Regions from separate parts of the Macaca mulatta genome. Here all the other regions are linked to region 1. The links are chromatin contacts, called in public Hi-C maps. All regions are on one chromosome and are shown on one strand. Each heading gives the region's core, a stretch centred on a gene start, on an enhancer-like site or on the middle of the called end of the contact. The rest is flanking DNA. Distances are from core to core; before and after follow the strand shown. Region 1 holds the start of VCPKMT (valosin containing protein lysine methyltransferase). Region 2 holds the start of NEMF (nuclear export mediator factor). Region 3 holds the start of DNAAF2 (dynein axonemal assembly factor 2).

Region 1 (4,276 bases), core at 307-2,806:
ACTGTAAACTCTGCAAAAATATGGTTTACAGTGACATGATTGCACTGAAAAGGGATAGTGCTTTTGTGAAATTTTTCAAATTTGAGTAATAGATGCCTTTTTAAGGCAGTGAATTTACACAAATATGGGAGGGGTATATGGTGTTACTGATTTTTAGACCTCTTTGACCATCTTCTAGTTTTTACTTCTAGTTTTTACATCTAGGAGAATTGTGAATAACACCAACTGTTCTTAAACTCTTTAATTCCATGTCTTAAATGCCGGTATTTGCTGCTGAAGACAAAAATGAAAAGTAGGATGAAAATAATAGAATGGCACTGTAAGTGTTTATTATTTTGTCAAAATGTAATCAAAGACTACATAACCCAATGATGGAGGTAAAAAGGGCATGTATCTCATTCAGATGTGCCTTTTGTTTTTGCAGACTATGATGTCTTTAGCTAATGAATTGCCTATTGTTATGGAAAACAGTTAATATGCCATGTATGTACAGTTTTGTTTATATTGTATATTTAAAGATACTGCTAATCTATATAAATTTAAGTGACTTGAGGCCTATAATACAATCTGCTACTTTACTAATTCATAAATTCAAAAAAAATTCTATGGCATAGGAACCAACTGCCTTGCCTTCAACACCTAGTAACTTTCTCTATAAATCTCGTGTTAACTGAAATTTTTTTTAAATATATTTTTTAGATTGGTAATATTTAAACCAGCAAATACTTAAAGCTTTATTAAATGTTTTAATCAGATAAGTGAGTAAAACTTTTATTTGCCATTTGGATGCCTTTGTTCAAAGTGATAAAGAGTGTTTTGCTGATAGTGCTGTAGCAGCAGTTGTAAAGTAGCCAAAAGCCACGTTGTTTATTTACTGGTCTGTGGCCTTTTACTGTGCTTTGTATCAGAGTTCTTAACAAGATTAATAAATCACCCCAGTCTTAATTTTAAAAGACTTTTAAAATATGTGTTTTCATTATAAGGAACAAAGGGGGAGATTGTTGAGTCCTGTAGAGAGACACACACACACACACACACACACACACACACACACACACACATTTTTCTTCAGTGTTAAATGTGAGCTGCAGGCTTCTAGCAACCACTTTTTTGAATTCATACAAAAAACTAGGAGCATACTAGGAACTTGAAAAGGAAGATTGTAAGATTATAGCCATCTTTCGTAGGATCTTGGAAGCTGCTTGCATTTAAGCCTTGTAACTACTCTGTAAATCAAGTCTCCAACTAGGTAAACTCTGAGGTTGGCTTTGTTTTTTAAAGAGCAGATTATAATAGTAGTTTTGTCAAGAAAAGTGATTTAAACGGCCTCTTCGTTAAGCCAAACGTGTGATTTAGAGTAGAGCGGGGGCTGCCAAGCCCGTCGGGAAAGGCGGAGCCCCACATTCGGCCCCGCCCAGGTAACGCCGCCTTCCGGGCTTTGTTAACTCACGCGCGCTGCTGCGTCAACTCAGCCGCGGGGAGGGGGCGGAGCCGCAGGGCGGGGCGGTGCGCGCTGATGTGACGTGCCTGCGCGCGCCGCTTTCTGTTGCCGGCCGCGATGGCGGCTACGCCGGAGTCCTCGCTGGAGGACCCACTGGGGAGCTTTGTGCGCGTGTTGGAGAAGCGGGATGGTACGGTGCTACGACTACAGCAGTATGGCTCCGGCGGCGTGGGTTGCGTTGTTTGGGACGCTGCCATTGTCCTTTCTAAATACCTGGAAACGCCCGAGTTTTCTGGTGACGGGGCCCACGCGCTGAGCCGGCGGTCGGTGCTGGAGCTGGGTTCGGGTACCGGGGCCGTGGGGCTCATGGCCGCTACCCTTGGGTAAGAGCTGACGGGCGGGCGGGATGTGGGGGCACCTTCTTGCTGGAGAAATCCAGATTACAGGTTTTCCCGCCTGTGCTTACACCTCAGTCGACGTTATTTTATAGGGCTGATGTTGTAGTCACCGATCTTGAGGAATTGCAAGACTTGCTGAAGATGAATATTAATATGAACAAGCATCTTGTCACTGGTTCTGTTCAAGCCAAGGTACTGAAATGGTTTGTATGGCCTTTCAGCTTGTTTTAAGATATCGATTTGTAGTTTGTTTTAAATTGCGTTTCATTAAAAGGATGGACGGAGACTTTTCGGTTCTTTATAAAACAAGAGTATTTTGAATTATTAAAACAACAATTGAAATATTTGTTTGACATTTTTAAGGGGGGAAGAAATAGAAGGCTTTCCTTCTCCACCCGACTATATACTGATGGCCGACTGCATATACTATGAAGAGGTAAGTATTCAGTGAGTGAAATACCTTCATTTAGAAGATGAACCATATTTCATGGATTCTGAAGCACACGTTTCTTCACATTTTAACATCTTTGAATCCGGGATTTGCCTTATAGTTGATGCAGTAAAGAAAAGATAAAAGTCACCATGGACCATTTGTATATATGCTCATCATTAACATACCGGCCTGGTGAAGCATGTTGAGAAAAGTGTTACATGCATTTTACTCACGGCTTCTGTAAAAATTTTTAAAGGATTTTGTCAATTGGATGTTATGAAAAGCCAAAATCGTCTCTTTTTCCCTTGGTTGTTCCCAGGGAACATGTTAACCATGACATTGAGAATTAAGTTGTAAATAATTCACTGTTCTTTGCTTTAAATATCAGTTTGGACCGGGCGCAGTAGTTCACCCCCGTAATCCCAGCACTTGGGAGGCCAAGGCGGGTGGGTCACCTGAGGTCGGAAGTTCGAGACCAGCCTGACCTACATGACAAAACTTGTCTCTACTAAAAATACAAAATTAGCCTGGCGTGGTGGTGCATGCGTGTAATCCCAGTTATTTGGGAGGCTGAGGCAGGAGGATCGCTTGAACCCGGGAGGTGGAGGTTGCAGTGAGCTGAGATAGTGCCGTTGCATTCTAGCCTGGGCAACAAGAGCGAAACTCCGTCTCAAAAAAAAAAAAAAAAAAAAAAGGTGCATCAGTTTGTATAGTGTTGTGGGTATCAGTTATTTTAAAAATAATTAGCACTGAACCAAGTTAGGGTCAGATTTAACTTTTGTAGGGTAAATTGTTGATTATTTAAATCTCAAATTACATAAAATTAATCTCTTGAGTAAAGTTGATTACATTTGTTTTTCCATGAGAACTCCAAAATGCAGTTGTCTGAATCCTTTTTCTGGAAACCGAAATCAGCACATGGTTTAGTTAAGAGGAGCTTACCCAATCGTTAGTTACAGAGGGGTTTTTGTTTGTTTTAAGGTAGGGGTCTTGCTCTGTCACACATGTTGTAATGCGGTGGAGTGAGCATAGCTCACTGTAACCTTGAGCCCGTGAGACTCAGTCCTCCCATTCAGCCTCCTCAATAGCTAGGACTATAGGTGTGCACCAGCATGCTGGCTAATTTTTCAACTTTTTGTAAGGTGTGTGTGGAGGTGGGGTGTCTCTCGCTGTATTTTCCTGGCTGGTCTTGAACTCCTGGTTTCAAGCAATCTTTCATCTCTGCCTTCCGAAGTGTTGATATTAGAGGTGTGAGCCACCACACCTAGCCTAGAGCTTTAATTACATGTACTTTGTTGAATTGATTCAAAGATGGATAAATTGTAGGGGAGCTATAAATATCCCTCTACCTCCTCAACCCACTTTTAGAGTAGAAAAAATTTTTAAATCATAAACAAAAAGTATATTCTTTTTTAAATAGTCTTTGGAGCCATTGCTGAAAACTCTAAAAGATATCAGTGGATTTGAAACTTGTATTATATGTTGTTATGAACAACGAACAATGGGAAAAAATCCAGAAATTGAGAAAAAATATTTTGAGGTAAGTATTAAGTGCTGTATTATCTTTGTAGTGATTTCCCTTCAGGGAGTCTGTATGTGACTCTTCAAGTATTTTATGGTAATTTTGGGTGGGGAAAACATTGTTTGTGTGAAGCTGAGAAAAGGATCTTCACAGCCCATGATTCTGCAGAGCTCCCCTTTTTCATCTTTTCTGATCCTTTATTTCATTTCTAATTAGTTGATCTATGGCTACAGAAGAATGTTAAATAATACTGGTGCCACTCCTTTTTAAGAACAGTATTCAGTGTTTATTCCACATGATGCTGCCTTTGGGGAACATATTAATGATGTATGTATTACCTTTGGAGAATGCGTGATAGAAATGTGCAGGTGAGGCCGGGCGCGGTGGCTCAAGCCTGTAATCCTAGCACTTTGGGAGGCCGAAACGGGTGGATCACGAGGTCAGGAGATCGAGACCATCCTGGCTAACACGGTGAAACCCTG
Region 2 (3,954 bases), core at 1,419-3,918, 270 kb after region 1:
TCCCAAAGTGCTGGGATTACAGGTGTGAGCTACTGCACCTGGCCTTTTTTTTTTTTTTTTTTTTTTTTTTTTAAGACAGGGTCTTACTCTGAGGCACCTGCTGCAGTGTGGTGGCACAATTATGGCCACCATGCCTTGACCTCCTGGACTGAAGGGATCCTCCTATCTCAGCCTCCCATGTAGCTGGGACCATAGGTACATGTCATCACGCCCGGCTAATTTTGTTATTTTTTTGTAGAGATCGATCAGGGGGCCTCACTTTGTTGTCTGGGCTGGTCTTCTGGGCTCAAGCCATCTGCCAGCCTTGGCCTCCCAAGGTGTTGGAATTATAGGTGTGAGCCACCCAGCCCAGCCATGTGATGTTTTGATGTATGTATACACTGTGAGATGATTACTGCAATCAAGCCAATTAACACATCCATAACCTCACAATTTGCATGTGTGTATTTGAGATCCACTTTCTTAGCAAATTTCTGTTTTTTATTTTAATTTAACTTTTATTTTAAGTTCATGGGTTATATGTGCAGGTTTGTTATATAGGTAAATTTGTGTCATGGGGTTTGTTTTACAGGTTATTTCATCACCAGGTATTAAACCTAGTACCCATTAGTTATTTTTGCTGACCCTCTCCCTCCTCCCATTCTCCACCCTCTGATAAGCCCCAGTGTGTGCTGTTCCCCTTCCATGGGTCCATGTGTTCTCATCATTCAGCTCCCATTTATAAGTGAGAACATACGGTAGTTGGTTTTCTGATCCCGTGCAAATTTCAAGCATAAAATACATTACTATGAACTATAATCAGCAAGTTGTACATTAAGTCTCTAGAACTTATTCCACTTATAACCGAAAGTTTGTGCATTTTGACCAGTATCTTCCCATTTCCCCCACCTCCCAAGTGCTGGAAACCACATTTCTACTCTCTGTTTCTATGAGAAACTTCTAGATTCCACGTATAAGTGAGATCATGCAGTATTTGTCTTTTTGTGTCTGGCTTATTTCACTTAGCATAATGTCATCCAGATTCATCCATGTTGTTAAATCCATGCCAGTTGCAAACAGCAAGATTTATTTCTTTTTAAAAAACTGAATAATATTCCACAGTATGTATGTGTGTGTGTGTACATATATATTTGCACTCATTATCCGTTCATCCATTGATGAAAAGTAGATTATCCCTATATCCTGACTATTGTGAATAAAGCTGCAATGAACATGAACATGTATCTTCAGGATAGTGATTTTGTTGCTAGATCACATGGTAATTCTTTTCCTAATTTTGTGAGGAGCCTTCATACTGTTTTGTACAATGGCTCTACTAATTTACATTCCCATCAGCAGCATACAAAAGTTCCCTTTTCTCCACATTCTCGCCAATGCTTTCATATTTTGGGCCATTCTGTATGGTTTACTGTACCGTATGACAGTAATGCTGTGCAGTATGTGCTATAGTCATTTTTGCATCCACTGGTACCAGTTCTGAAATAGCAGCGGCGCCCTTTCTGTTTAGAGTCGCCTTCTGGTGGTAGGAATTCTGGTTGCTACCGTGTGTAACCTGCAAGCCTCTAGAGGGCAGCTCTTTGCAGCGACGCCAAGCGCCGGGCGCGGTGGCGCGTGCCTGTAGTCCCAGCTACTCGGGAGGCTGAGGCTTGAGGATCCCTTGAGTTCAGGAGTTCTGGGCTGTAGTGCGCTATGCCGATCGGGTGTCCGCACTAAGTTCGGCATCAATATGGTGACCTCCCGGGAGCGGGGGACCACCAGGTTGCCTAAGGAGGGGTGAACCGGCCCAGGTCGGAAACGGAGCAGGTCAAAACTCCCGTGCTGATCAGTAGTGGGATCGCGCCTGTGAATAGCCACTGCACTCCAGCCTGGGCAACATAGTGAGACCCTGCCTCTTTTGAGTTCTCACCTTATAAAGTATCCTTTCTTCCCATACATCTATCCTAAGACAAAATAAATGCAAAATTTACATTCTTACAAGATTATTTTCCTCACTACACTGTGAATCCCCCCTCCCACCCCACTCCCGTTGGGAATCTTATTTTTATTTTTATCGTATTCACCATTATCTAGCTAAACACTTGCATATTCATGTTGCCAAGTGTTTATGGAGCACCGGTTGTATACCAGGTACTGCGCTGCGTCTCAGGGGTACCAAGACCGAGGTTTGAAGAGAATACTGTAAACAACTGCAGAATGCCCCTTCGGAGAGCAGGACCCATCAAAATAGGAACTCCGTTTTGAGAGTTCGCCTTGATAGTTGAGGATAATCTTAGAAGGACCGAAGCGGTTCCGTTTCGTTACATTTCAAAATCTTATGTCAAAGTAAGCGCGCAGGAAGGGGTCCTTGCTCTTCTGCACTGAGCCCTACAGCCCGCCTGTGGGGAAATACTCCTGTTAATTGTCTCGAAAATTGTTTCGACCAGCAGGGGTCACTATGAAGGCTGGCTTGAGCCCGAAACACAAGGGGGCAAGGTAACCAGACTGGCCCGTGAGGGTTCCAGGAAGGAATGCACAGTTTCAGGAGAACAGTTTGGATCTTTATTCGAATTGTTTTGGTATAATGAAGAGAGTCAACTACAACTTGACAATAGAAATCTTCAGAAAAGGGACACGAATACGTTCGCCTCAAGGAATATTGGGTCTTCTGCGCGGCCGTAGATCTCCGCCAAGTGCGCCTGCGCGGAAGAGAAGCGGTGTCGAGTCCGGCCGGGCAGTAGAGGAAATTGCGGTAGTGACCCTCGGACCTCGCCATGAAGACCCGCTTTAGCACCATTGACCTCCGCGCCGTACTCGCGGAGCTGAACGCTAGGTACAGTCCCCTAAGTGACCAGGCTCGTGCGGGGATTGCAGGAGGCAGAGGCCGGGGTCCCATGGCGCAAACAGACCAGCTTGATGTGTTTCCTTATTTCTTAGTGCGTCTGTGGACCTGTCTAGGCCTGAGTGGGCAGGCGTGTGGTGTATTTCCTTTGGCCCTTAGGATACCCTGGGGGTCCCAGGCACCTCGTGCCCCGTCCCCCGCGTCCTTCCAGCTCTCTGGCTTGCCCCACTAGCGCGACGTTCTTGCATTGTTGGCCTGGGTTGTCCGGGTCGGGCAGGAAACGTTTGGTAAAACGTGAGACGCCAGAGTGGTCGTTTGCTCCAGAGGTTTCCAGACTGGAGGCTTGGTTTCTTGAACACCTCCCGCCCCTCACCCAAAAGAGAGAGAACATCGCCGTTTTAGCTGGGTTGAGCAGATTTGGACTGAGATCTGGATTCTAGTCTGGATTCTATTAGTCAGCCGTGTGAGCTTTGTCATGTTTTCGAGGCCCTCTTTTCTTTTTTTTCTCCCTTGTAATAAATTAATTGGATTATATTTCACTGTATTTCTCTCCCAAAATTGGGTCATTTGGAAGACGCAAGCTATAGTGTGGTGTTCCTAGAGCTGATAGACCACTTTTGTTTTAAAATCGTTACTCTTAAGCTTTGAGCTGAATGCCCAGATGGCTTTCAGACTCTGCTCCCCGGCTGACTCCGTATCCTTAGAGACTGAGATCCGCTCTTTGGAAGCTTTTATTAAATTATGTGTAGTTTTATGTTTCAAACAATAGTGTGGTATGTTACATGTTTCCTTTATCTTTGCAGCTTGCTAGGAATGAGAGTAAACAATGTTTATGATGTGGATAATAAGACATACCTTATTCGTCTTCAAAAGTAAGAACATTTTATAGGCTTATTTTCTCTTTGGCGATTAAGTGTGAGATTACTGATTTTTTTTTTTTTTACCTACATTTTAAGTCTTGTTTCAGTTAGCTTTGGCGTATACCCTGAAGAAAAATTTGACTTTTTTCTTCTACAGGCCAGACTTTAAAGCTACACTTTTACTTGAATCTGGCATACGAATTCATACAACAGAATTTGAGTGGCCTAAGAATATGATGCCGTCTAGTTTTGCCATGAAGGTAAACTTGTTACACT
Region 3 (4,475 bases), core at 1,160-3,659, 500 kb after region 1:
TACCTACAGAGCAAAACTATGAGAGTGACTGATGAGATAGAAGAGAAATCTGGAAAGTGTCTTGTCACTGAGGTAATGCCAACATCAACTGTGTTAAATGTTGCTGAGAATAGAAAAATGATCACTGAATTGACCAATTACCAATGAATAAATAACTACTCCAGTAAATAAGCATACTTCCATATGATCATTTTCAATGGTTGTACAAAATTCTGTTGTGTGGCTCTACCAAAACCTGCTCAATCAGTTCCATTGCTGAATTTGTAGATTCTTCTCAAACCTTTAGAATCATAAATGATGTCACCTTGAGAATGTTCTAAGAGTATTGTGTCAAATACTCTAAGGGCATTTGGGTGAAAAAAAAAAAGCACATTAGAAAGGTTTTAGGCCAGGCGCGGTAGCTCATGCCTGTAATCCCAGCACTTTGGGAGGCTGACGTGGGCAGATCACTTGAGGTCAAAGGTGGGAGACCAGCCTGGCCAACATGGTGAAACCCCATCTCTACTAAAAATACAAAACTTAGCCGGATGTGGTGGTGAGTGACTGTAATCCCAGCTACTTGGGAGGCTGAGGCAGCGAGAATTGCTTGAACCTGGGAGGCGGAGGTTGCAGTGAGCCATGATTGCACCACTGCACTCCAGCCTGGGCAAAAGAGTGAGATAGCCTCAAAAAAAAAAAAAAAAAAAAGGGTTTTGGACCTGGTGTGGTGGCTCACGCCTATAATCCTAGCACTCTGGGAGGCCAAGGTGTGAGGATCATCTGAATCCAGGAGTTGGAGACCAGCCTGGGCAACACAGTGAGAACCCTATCTCTACAAAAACTTAAAAAATTAGCCAGGCATGGTGGCGCATGCCTGTAGTCCCAGTTACTTGGGAGGCTGAGGCAGGAGTACTGCTTGAGCCCCGGAGAGGTTGAAGCTGCACTCCAGCCTGGGCAACAGAGTGAGACCCTGTCTCAAAAATATATACATACATACACAAATGAATAAATGGTGTTGATACAATTGCACAACTGCTTTCTAAAAAGATTTTACTAAAGTCTACTCCCACCCCAAGGAAACACAGTAACTATAAGGATCTTTGCTATTTTGGTAGTTTAAATGTGGTATATTTGCATTTTTATTATTAATGTAGTCTTATATGTTCACGGGCCACTGGCAATTGTTTATGAACACCCTGCCCATATGTCTTGCCCTAAATGAGTTTTTACTGGGTAAATATTATAGTGGAATCGCCAGAAAATGCAAAGGAGGAACACTGAGATTGAAAGGTTGGCCGGGCGCCATCGCTCACGTCTGTAATCCCAGCATTTTGGGAGGCCGAGGAGGGTGGATCACCTGAGGTCAAGAGTTCAAGACCAGCCTGGCCAACATGGTAAAACCCCATCTCTACTAAAAATACAAAAATTAGCCCGGCGTGGTTGCAGGCACCTGTAATCCCAGCTACTTGGGAGGCTGAGGCAGGAGAATTGCTTGAACCCGGGAAGCTAAAGCTGCAGTGAGCCAAGATCTCGCCACCGCATGCCAGCCTGGGAGACAGAGTGAGACTATCTCAACAACAACAAAAAAGATTGAAATGTTGGTTTAGCAAAGTGAAAAACGCAGATAAACTTAGGTTTGGATTCGCCTGTTGAATACACTGGCTATGTGACCTTGGTTCAACTTCTCAGGTCCCATCTTGTTTGTGAAAGGGGGATGAGGTTTTTATCTTTTAGTGGTGTGAGCAATGAATGGGATAATGCACGTAATGCTGGAAATTATGACAGTTACTACGATAGTTATTCTGCAGAAGTAAGTAACTGCACTATGGCACAGGAATCTATAAAACAGAGAAAGTACAGCGGTGAGTTAGTTTGAAGAATCTAAGAGGGCTATTTCTGGCATTTCCACTATTCCACCATTATTTCCTTTTTTTTTTTTTTTTTTTGAGACGGAGTCTCGCTCTGTTGCCCAGGCTGGAGTGCAGTGGCGCGATCTCGGCTCACTGCAAGAGCTCCGCCTCCCGGGTTCACGCTATTCTCCTGCCTCAGTCTCCCACGTAGCTGGGACTACAGGCGCCCCCTAGCCCGGCTAATTTTTTTGTATTTTTAGTAGAGACGGGGTTTCACCGTTTTAGCCAGGATGGTCTCAATCTCCTGACTTCGTGATCCGCCCACCTCGGCCTCCCAAAGTGCTGGGATTACAGGCCTGAACCACGCGCCCAGCCTATTCCACCAAGATTTCTACCCCTCCTCCCGAATGTTAGTGGTGTCACTATGGCAACAAGCACGCGCTGCTCAAGGCTCAATTTTCCAGCCGTTACTGATCTCCACCGCGTCACTCTCGGCTGCCAAGAGACTCTGAGGCGGATCCCCCAAGCCAGTCTCAGATTGATCCCCCTTGGCCAGAGGGCGAGAAGCCACAGGGCAGTATGGCCAAAGCGGAGGCCTCCTCGTCGCTGGAGGACTTAGACCTGAGTGGAGAGGAGGTCCAGCGGCTCACCTCCGCCTTCCAGGACCCGGAGTTCCGGCGAATGTTCTCCCAGTACGCCGAGGAGCTCACCAACCCGGAGAACCGGCGGCGCTACGAGGCGGAGATCACCGCGCTAGAGCGTGAGCGCGGGGTGGAGGTGCGGTTCGTGCACCCGGAGCCGGGGCACGTGCTGCGCACCAGCCTGGACGAGACACGGCGCTGCTTCGTGAACGTCTGCAGCAATGCGCTGGTGGGCGCGCCCAGCAGCCGGCCCGGCTCCGATGACGACCGGGGAGCAGCTCCTGGCAGTCACTGGTCCCTGCCCTACAGCTTGGCGCCAGGCCGTGAGTACGCGGGGCGCAACAGCAGCCGATACATGGTCTACGACGTGGTCTTCCATCCAGACGCGCTAGCGCTGGCCCGGCGGCACGAGGGCTTCCGCCAGATGCTGGACGCTACGGCCCTGGAGGCAGTCGAGAAGCAGTTCGGCGTGAAGCTGGACCGCAGGAATGCCAAGACCCTGAAAGCCAAGTATAAGGGGACCCCCGAGGCTGCGGTGCTGCGCACACCCCTGCCCGGGGTCATCCTGGCCAGGCCTGAGGAGGAGCCGAAGGGTCCTCTCCCGGACTTCCCCTACCCCTACCAGTACCCGGCAACCTCCGGGAACTCTGCAACCCACGGGCCCCGGGTGCCCTCCCCTCCGGAAGCGGCCTTGCAGCCCGCCCCCACTGAGCCCCGCTACAGCGTGGTGCAGCGCCACCACGTGGACCTCCAGGATTACCGCTGCTCCCGGGACTCAGCCCCGAGCCCCGTACCCCATGAGCTGGTGGTCACCATAGAACTGCCGCTGTTGCGCTCGGCCGCGCAGGCGGCGCTGGAGGTGACGGGAAAGCTGCTGTGCCTCGACTCAAGGAAACCCGACTACCGGCTGCGACTATCGCTCCCGTACCCAGTGGACGACGGCCGCGGCAAGGCACAATTCAACAAGGCCCGGCGGCAGCTGGTGGTTACGCTGCCAGTGGTACTACCGGCCGCGCGCCGGGATCCCGCCGTCGCCGGCGCAGTCGCCGCCGCCACGCCGGAAGAGTCCTTGGACCCGTCCGGAACTGATGGCCAGGCCTGCACTTCCGTTCACGAGGGGGAGGCGGGACCCGTGGGGAGTCCCGCCGAGGACGGAGGCCGCGATACCTGCGTGGCTGGGGCTGCGAGCTCTGGGGTCACCACCGTGGGCTACCCCAAGGTGGCGTCCCCGCCGGCCGGCGCTGGAGAGGAACGTGTCCCCAAGCCGGGGGAGCAGGACTTGAGCACGCACGCGGGGTCGCCGCCGGGCAGCGTGGAGGAACCATCTTCCGGAGGAGAGAACTCACCTGGTGGCGGAGGCTCCCTTTGTACGTCCTGCCGGGGCCTTGCCTGGGAGTCTTATGCGGGAAGAGAGAGTGCGCGCGGAGATACCGGTGTGGAGACGCGCGCGGAGTCGGAGGGCAAGCGCTGCGAGCCCTCAGCCCGCGCCATGGGTGGTCCCGGGACCAAGAGCGGGGAGCCTTTGTGTCCTCCGTTACTGTGTAATCAGGACAAAGAAACCTTGACTCTGCTCATTCAGGTGCCTCGGATCCAGCCGCAAAGTCTTCAAGGAGATTTGAATCCCCTCTGGTACAAATTACGCTTCTCCACACAAGACTTAGTTTATTCCTTCTTTTTGCAATTTGCTCCAGAGAATAAATTGAGTACCACAGAACCTGTGATTAGCATTTCTTCAAACAATGCAGTGATAGAACTGGCAAAATCTCCAGAGAGCCATGGACATTGGAGAGAGTGGTATTATGGTGTAAACAACGATTCTTTGGAGGTAACAGTTCTTTCCAGAGTCCTCATATTTGAAATATCCCATCTCACTTAAAAAATTTGCTATTACGGGCCGGGCGCGGTGGCTCACGCCTGTAATCCCAGCATTTTGGGAGGCCTAGGCGGGCGGATCACGAGGTCAGGAGTTCTGGACCAGCCTGGCCAATATGATGAAATCCCGTCT

Evidence for each region. A called contact is a pair of places that touch in the nucleus more often than the background predicts.
Region 2: a contact with region 1 is called in a Hi-C map of fetal cortex germinal zone, with 4 times the contacts expected there. The contact joins the promoter of NEMF here to the promoter of VCPKMT in region 1. A contact is called at or near these places in 3 of 14 Hi-C or Micro-C datasets (fetal cortex germinal zone, fetal cortical plate and liver).
Region 3: a contact with region 1 is called in a Hi-C map of cortical neurons, with 7 times the contacts expected there. The contact joins the promoter of DNAAF2 here to the promoter of VCPKMT in region 1. A contact is called at or near these places in 2 of 14 Hi-C or Micro-C datasets (cortical neurons and fetal cortex germinal zone).

The regions. Positions count from the first base shown.
Region 1 is chr7:123,349,558-123,353,833 of T2T-MMU8v2.0, reverse strand. It overlaps VCPKMT (valosin containing protein lysine methyltransferase), which reads left to right and starts at 1,556. Exons shown (of 6, transcript NM_001266438.1): 1 at 1,556-1,824; 2 at 1,932-2,042; 3 at 2,203-2,275; 4 at 3,693-3,812. The coding sequence starts at 1,559. SOS2 (SOS Ras/Rho guanine nucleotide exchange factor 2) reads left to right here. Exons shown (of 23, transcript NM_001260585.1): 23 at 1-953.
Region 2 is chr7:123,083,860-123,087,813 of T2T-MMU8v2.0, reverse strand. It overlaps NEMF (nuclear export mediator factor), which reads left to right and starts at 2,668. Exons shown (of 32, transcript XM_077940964.1): 1 at 2,668-2,809; 2 at 3,836-3,938. The coding sequence starts at 2,751.
Region 3 is chr7:122,851,367-122,855,841 of T2T-MMU8v2.0, reverse strand. It overlaps DNAAF2 (dynein axonemal assembly factor 2), which reads left to right and starts at 2,409. Exons shown (of 2, transcript XM_002805231.4): 1 at 2,409-4,295. The coding sequence starts at 2,409.